Regions from separate parts of the Oryctolagus cuniculus genome. Here region 1 is linked to region 2. A link is a contact called in public Micro-C data. All regions are on one chromosome and are shown on one strand. The core of a region is the stretch at or near the end of the contact, and the rest is flanking DNA. Distances in the headings are between cores, read along the strand shown.

What was found. A called contact is a pair of places that touch in the nucleus more often than the background predicts.
Region 1: a Micro-C map of ear pinna shows a contact between it and region 2, with 4 times the contacts expected there. The contact joins the enhancer-like site here to the promoter of LOC127491317 in region 2. A contact is called at or near these places in 3 of 6 Hi-C or Micro-C datasets (ear pinna, embryonic fibroblasts and skin fibroblasts).

The regions. Positions count from the first base shown.
Region 1 is chr18:49,134,996-49,137,695 of mOryCun1.1, reverse strand. No RefSeq gene overlaps it. Among named protein-coding and RNA genes, the nearest start is that of CDH5, 170 kb to the left of the region's middle. Within about 2 kb of position 1,270, at least 4 of the 8 cell types and tissues checked have an H3K27ac peak or open chromatin away from gene starts, as enhancers often do. A contact at or near this core is called in ear pinna, where this site is marked.
Region 2 is chr18:48,103,632-48,106,331 of mOryCun1.1, reverse strand. LOC127491317 (collagen alpha-1(I) chain) reads right to left here and starts at 1,319. Exons shown (of 6, transcript XM_070063309.1): 1 at 1-1,319. The coding sequence starts at 1,169. The coding sequence ends at 216. It overlaps CDH11 (cadherin 11), which reads left to right and starts at 1,310. Exons shown (of 12, transcript XM_070063308.1): 1 at 1,310-1,561.

The DNA of each region.
Region 1 (2,700 bases), core at 21-2,520, 1.0 Mb before region 2:
CGCCCAGAATCACAGCCTAGCCCGGCTCCTTCCAGTCCCGTTTTCCCCTCCACCTCTTGCTCACCTGCCTCCGTCCCTTCCTTCCTACCGAATCTCTGGCACAGGGATGCTCACCTCCAGGTCTCATTCTGGGCAGCCTGAGTAAGGCACAGATGTGAGTCTGACCTTGGTTTGCCCCTGCGGAACCCTGCAGCCTCCGCCAGGTCTGCAGTGATCCTGTGTCTCCCTAAGCCGACCGGGGGTGTGCAAAGCTTGGAGCTGGGAGTGTCTGGAGGGTGGCACAGTCACAGGGGAGGAGCAGGAGACAGCAGGGCTGAAGCACTCTGCTGCTGAGTCTGGTTCACAGTTTCATCATCTGTAAAGTGGGAATGATAATGGTGTTGACATATTGCGAGGAGTGAATCTGCCTTTGGAAAACACAGCCCTGAGCGCACAGGAAGTGTTCCGCTCCTCAAGGATATTCAAGTATTTGCCATCGCCACAGACCCTGGCTCCTAGCTGAGATTCAGAAGTGAGGTCACCGCGCCAGGACAAGGGCCGAGGCAAGCGCTCACCCCACGTTTTCCTGGTGGCTGCGGATCTAGCGCCCGCCTGCACTGGCCGCCCTGGCCGCGGCGTGTCGCGTCAGCGCTCCCTTCCCTCGCGCGCTCTCCCCCTCATTCGCTGAGTTCCCGAGAGCGTGACACCAGCGCCGTGCGGGGAGGCGATGCGGAGCCCGGCGGGCCGGGCCGGTGCTGCACGGGGCGGAGCCAGCGGCGCTGCGGCGGTCCCCAGGCGCCCGCATGAAGGGCCTGATTAACTTAAAACATTTCCCAGCTTCCGACGCACTTGATTAAAGTCAATTGGGGGGAAAGAAGATAAGCCCTTACCAGGGCTAATTTGCGGCTTAGAAAACTTGAATGTGTCTAAATCTCCGCGCGTCGGGCGTGCGGCGCGGCTGATTGCGGGGCAGCGCGGGCGACGCGTGAGCATTCGGGTGGCGGCTGCGTAGCCGGCCGCCCCCGCCGCGCGCCCCCACCCTTACCGCCGCGGCGGCCTGGCCGGCTGGTGCGGGCTTAGATACGTGTGCCTTTTGAAGGCTTGGAAACGGATGGCTTTGGATTCCGAGCACAGCCTCGGTAGCCTCCTTTCTCCCCCGGACGCCTGAAAAAAATCAAAGTGGGGGGTTTTGGGAGGCAGCCTCCAGGCTGGGGCGTCCTCTTGATGTGCTAATGGGTCGCGCGGGCTGCACCGCCGCCGCCAGGGACGCCGCGGCGTGGGCAGAGCTCTGCTTTTCCCAGCAGCTCAGGTGGCGCTGCGCCAGGCAGGCAGCAATTGGTTTTCCTGTCAGGAACCGCGCAGGGCTAACTTTTGATTTTTGATTGAAAATTTCCTGCAAAGATACAGACAGAGCGGGGCTCTCAGCCGGGCTGCCCTGCTTAGGCACAGAGACGACTCCGGCTGGGGGGAGTGGCGCACGTTTGGGGCCACTGGACCGTGTGCAGGTTTCTTTTTGCCGCACGACCCATGCCCACACATTGAACGGCTGTAGGTGAGGCCTCTGTGTTAGCTCCCGGGTCTGGAGGTGGGCGATGCGGCTGGATTCTGTGGCCAGGGAATCAGAAGGTGGAAGCCGAGGTGTCTGCTGGGCTGAGCCGTCCTGGGAGCTCTGGGGAGAAGTCTGTTTCCAGGCTCGTTGGGGCACTGGCAGCCCTGGCAGGCAAAGGAGTCCATTCTGTTTCCTTGCTGGCCATCAACTGGGAACTTCACTGGGTGATTCTGAAGAAGTAATTTTTTAAAAGATATATTTATTTGAGAGAGAGAGAGAGAGAGAGAGCGAGCTAGCTCTCCCATCTACTCGTTCATTGCTCAAATACCCACAACAGCCAGAGCTGATCCAGGCTGAAACCATGTACCTGCAACTATATCGGGTATCCCCTGTCGGTGCCAGGGATCCCGGTACTTGGGTCTTCATCCTCTGTCTTTCCAGGTGCGTTAGTAGGAAGCTGGATTGAAAGCAGAGAAGCCAGGACTCGAACTGGCAGCCCTATGGGATGCGGGTATCCTGCGTGCTGGCTTAACTTGCTGCACACAAGGTACACCCCATCGGCACTCCTGCTCAGACTGCCCCATCATCTGGCAGCAAGCCAAGGCTAGTGTATCCCCCTCGTGGTCTGAGTTGCTCCAGTTCCTCTTCTGTCACCAGCCAGAGGAGTCTCTGCTTTCTTTCGAGGGACTCACCCGGCTGAATGAGGCCCACCTGAGTGACCTCTGTGTCTCCAGGTCAGTAGACTTAGGACTTAGCTACACCTGCAGGATCTCAGCAGCACCTGCATTCATATTGGAGTAACTCGGGGGCACAAATGGTGCAGTGGCGGCGATGCTGAAGACCCTGTGGATCCCTGGCGGCCAGTGCCTGTGCTGTGGGCCGGCCCAGAGGACCCTGGACAGCCTCGAATGGCCTCCCCGGACTCTGGGAGATCCCACGGGGAGGAGAGAGGGCACCCAGGGGACCACGGCCAGGGGCACAAAGTTCCACGTCTCTCCTCTCTGCAGGGCCTCTGAGTAGCCCCGCACCTCCGGGGAGCCAGGTGAGGTCGCACGTTTGGGCTCTTGGGCTCAGGGACCTGTCTCTCCTCCCAGTTCCTTAGGAGCCTGCATTTCTCTCCTGTTCCCAAGACAAAGTAGGAGCTACCCAGGGCACCCACAGAGAGTGTGGCC
Region 2 (2,700 bases), core at 70-2,569:
CCCCAGGCTTTCCCTTCCATCTTAGGCCTCTTCCTCCGCGAACTCCCGGGCCCGCTCCTCTCCGCACGCCCTTGCCGCCTGCTGCGCTCTAAGGGCCGCGTTCCCTCCACGCCCTCCGCATCCTGCCCTCTTGCGGGTCCCTCTCTCCGCCTTTCCCCCGTCCTCGCCTGCGGCTCCTTCGCCTTTTCACCGTCTCTCGGCGTCTTCTCTTGCCGTCACCTCCCAAGCCGGAAACTTATCCCGACCGCGAGCACCCTCGCAGGCACGGGTGTTCCCCGCGGGGTCTGCGGGTCCCAGCGCCGCTCCCCGCGCCACGAGCGCCCCGCCCAGTCCCTGGCGCCACTCGGAAGCCCCGACCGCGGCACCCCTTTCGCCCAGAGAGACTCCGCGGGCCGGAAGCGGGCTGGGGTGGGGGGGGCTCCCTTCTCAGTAGCGGGTTCCTCCGAGAGCGGGGAAGCTGGGGGACCGCGGACGGATGCGGGCTCCGCGCCCCGCGGGCCCTCGCTCCAGCGGAACCGCGCACTCCACAGCGCCGCGGCGGGTCTGCGGGGGCTGGGGGAGGCAACAAGTGACCGGACTTGCAGAGATCCCGGCCCCTGTGGCTGGGACCGCGGCCAACGCACCCCTGGGGAGGGGGCTGGCGGGGCGGCCCGAGGCGAAGCTGCTTCCGCGCCCGCTTTGAGGCGCCGGCTTGAGGGAGAGGCGGGGCGAGCTGCAGGAGCGCGGGGACCGAGCTCTCCCAAGTCCGAAGCCGCCGTCCCCGGCTCCTCCGGCACCCGCGCCACCAGCACCATTTCAAGGGCTGGGGGGCTGGGTGGAGACGGTGCGGAAGCGGTCCCCGCGGAAGCGTTTCGGGACGTGGGGTGATCGGGTGTGAGAGCAGAGAACGCGCTGCCCTTTTCCCCGGGGCCTCTCCCACGTCCCTCCGCCCGCGGACCTGGCCGGGCCGGGAGAGGAGGGCCCAGCCTCCCCAGCTGCAGCGGATTTGGGAGAGACGAGGAACACCGGGGCTCCCAGCCCCTCACCGGCTTTCCCCCACCGCCCTCCCCGATTGGCTGTGCGTCCCCAGAGCCCAACTTCAGCGGCTCCAGACTCTGTCTGAGCCCCAAGGGAGCCGGAGCGCCGCGACCCGGCGCGGGAGGGGCGGCTGCGGGTCCCCAGGGTGGCATCTCCGTGGCCCCTGGGGGAGGGGCGCGCACGGGGTCGGCCCCCGCAGCCGCGGCCAGGCCCGGCTCGGCGCGTCTCGCAGCCGCGGCTCCTCTCCGCCCCCCGCCCTCCCCTCCCCTCCCAGCGGCGGCCTCCCTCCTCCCCCCACCGCCCGCCCGCCACCTCCCCCCGGTTTCTCATTCCTGCCACTAGCGCGCTCGGCGGCTCATTCCGCGGCCGCCGCCAGCTGAGGGGAGCGTCGCGGGCCGAGGAGCAGATGCCGCGGGGGCCGCTCGCAGCAGCCGCCGCCGACTTGTGAATGGGACCGGGACTGGGGCCGGGGCTGACACCGGTGCGCGCGCCCTGCGCCAGGGACCGACGGCCCGGAGGTCTCGTCCACCCGCGAGGGCCCCAGGTGAGACGCGCCGCGGGTCCCTTCTTGCCTGGATGGGGCTTCCCGGAGTGGGGAGCAGGCTCTTCTCTGGAGGAGAATGTCTTGGCGCGGGGGAGGTGGGGTGGGGGCTCTGGTGTCTGACTCTAAAGGGATTCCCCCCAGTGCGCAGCCCAAAGGGCTGGGGGCCGAGAGAAGATTTGTTGGGAACACGGGGAGGGAGCAGGGAGCCAGCGGTGGGCGCGGGCAGAACAGAGCGCAGAGGCGCCAGATGTGCGCTCCGCCGCCAGCGCCGCTCGGGCCTCCTCTGGGTCTGCGCCGAGGCCGCGGCACGGGGGGTTTGCACGCGGCTGGGGCTCCAGGCTGCGCAGTCGAGTCCTGGACACGTCGCCTGCCCTCTCGTCTTCTCTCTGGGGAAAGTCGTCTCCCGCGCGGTACCCGCCCGTCCGCGCGGTGCCGCTTCCCCGAGAGCCGCTACAGGACCGTGCTGTGCGGGGTTCCCACCGGGTCCTGCCTGCTGATGCCCGCCGAGCGTCCCCGGGGCTCGGTGCCTCGGGTCGAGACTGCCGAGAAAGCCCAGTCCATAGCAAGGGCCCGAGCGTGAAGCGGCGAGTTCGCGCACTTTCCTAGCGGAGCTGCGCTCCCGGCAGCGTGGGGTAAGGTCCGCGAGCCGCTCACTCTCGGCTCGGCTCCGGCCTGCGCTCGGCGGAGCCCGCCGGGGCCACCGTCAACTTTGCGAGCCAAACCGTCCCCGGAGCCCGCGCCTGCGCTCGGAGCGCGCCGAGCCTCTCCAGCCCCGGCGCGCACGGCCCCGCTCCCGGAGCCTTGCCAGGGACTAGGAGTCCGCGGGAGGTGCGGGGAGCCGAGAAGCGGGCGGGATCGGGGGTGGGGGGGAGCACGGCCTCACCCTGGGAGCCAGGAATCCCCAGAGAAAAGTGGGGTCCTGGAGGCCCGCGCGGCGCAGCTCAGCCCGTTGTCGCCAAGGCCCTGCTTTCCAGCCGGGGCTCGGGACGCCTGCCTCTCCCGGGTGAAAGGTTTTCTGGATGCGAGAAGAAACCCTGTTGCTTTTGCTGATAATGCAGCAGGAATTTCACGGGCCACCGCGCCACTACGAAAGCTTCGCATCTTTTAATTATTTAATAATGCCGTCGCCGCGGGGTGGG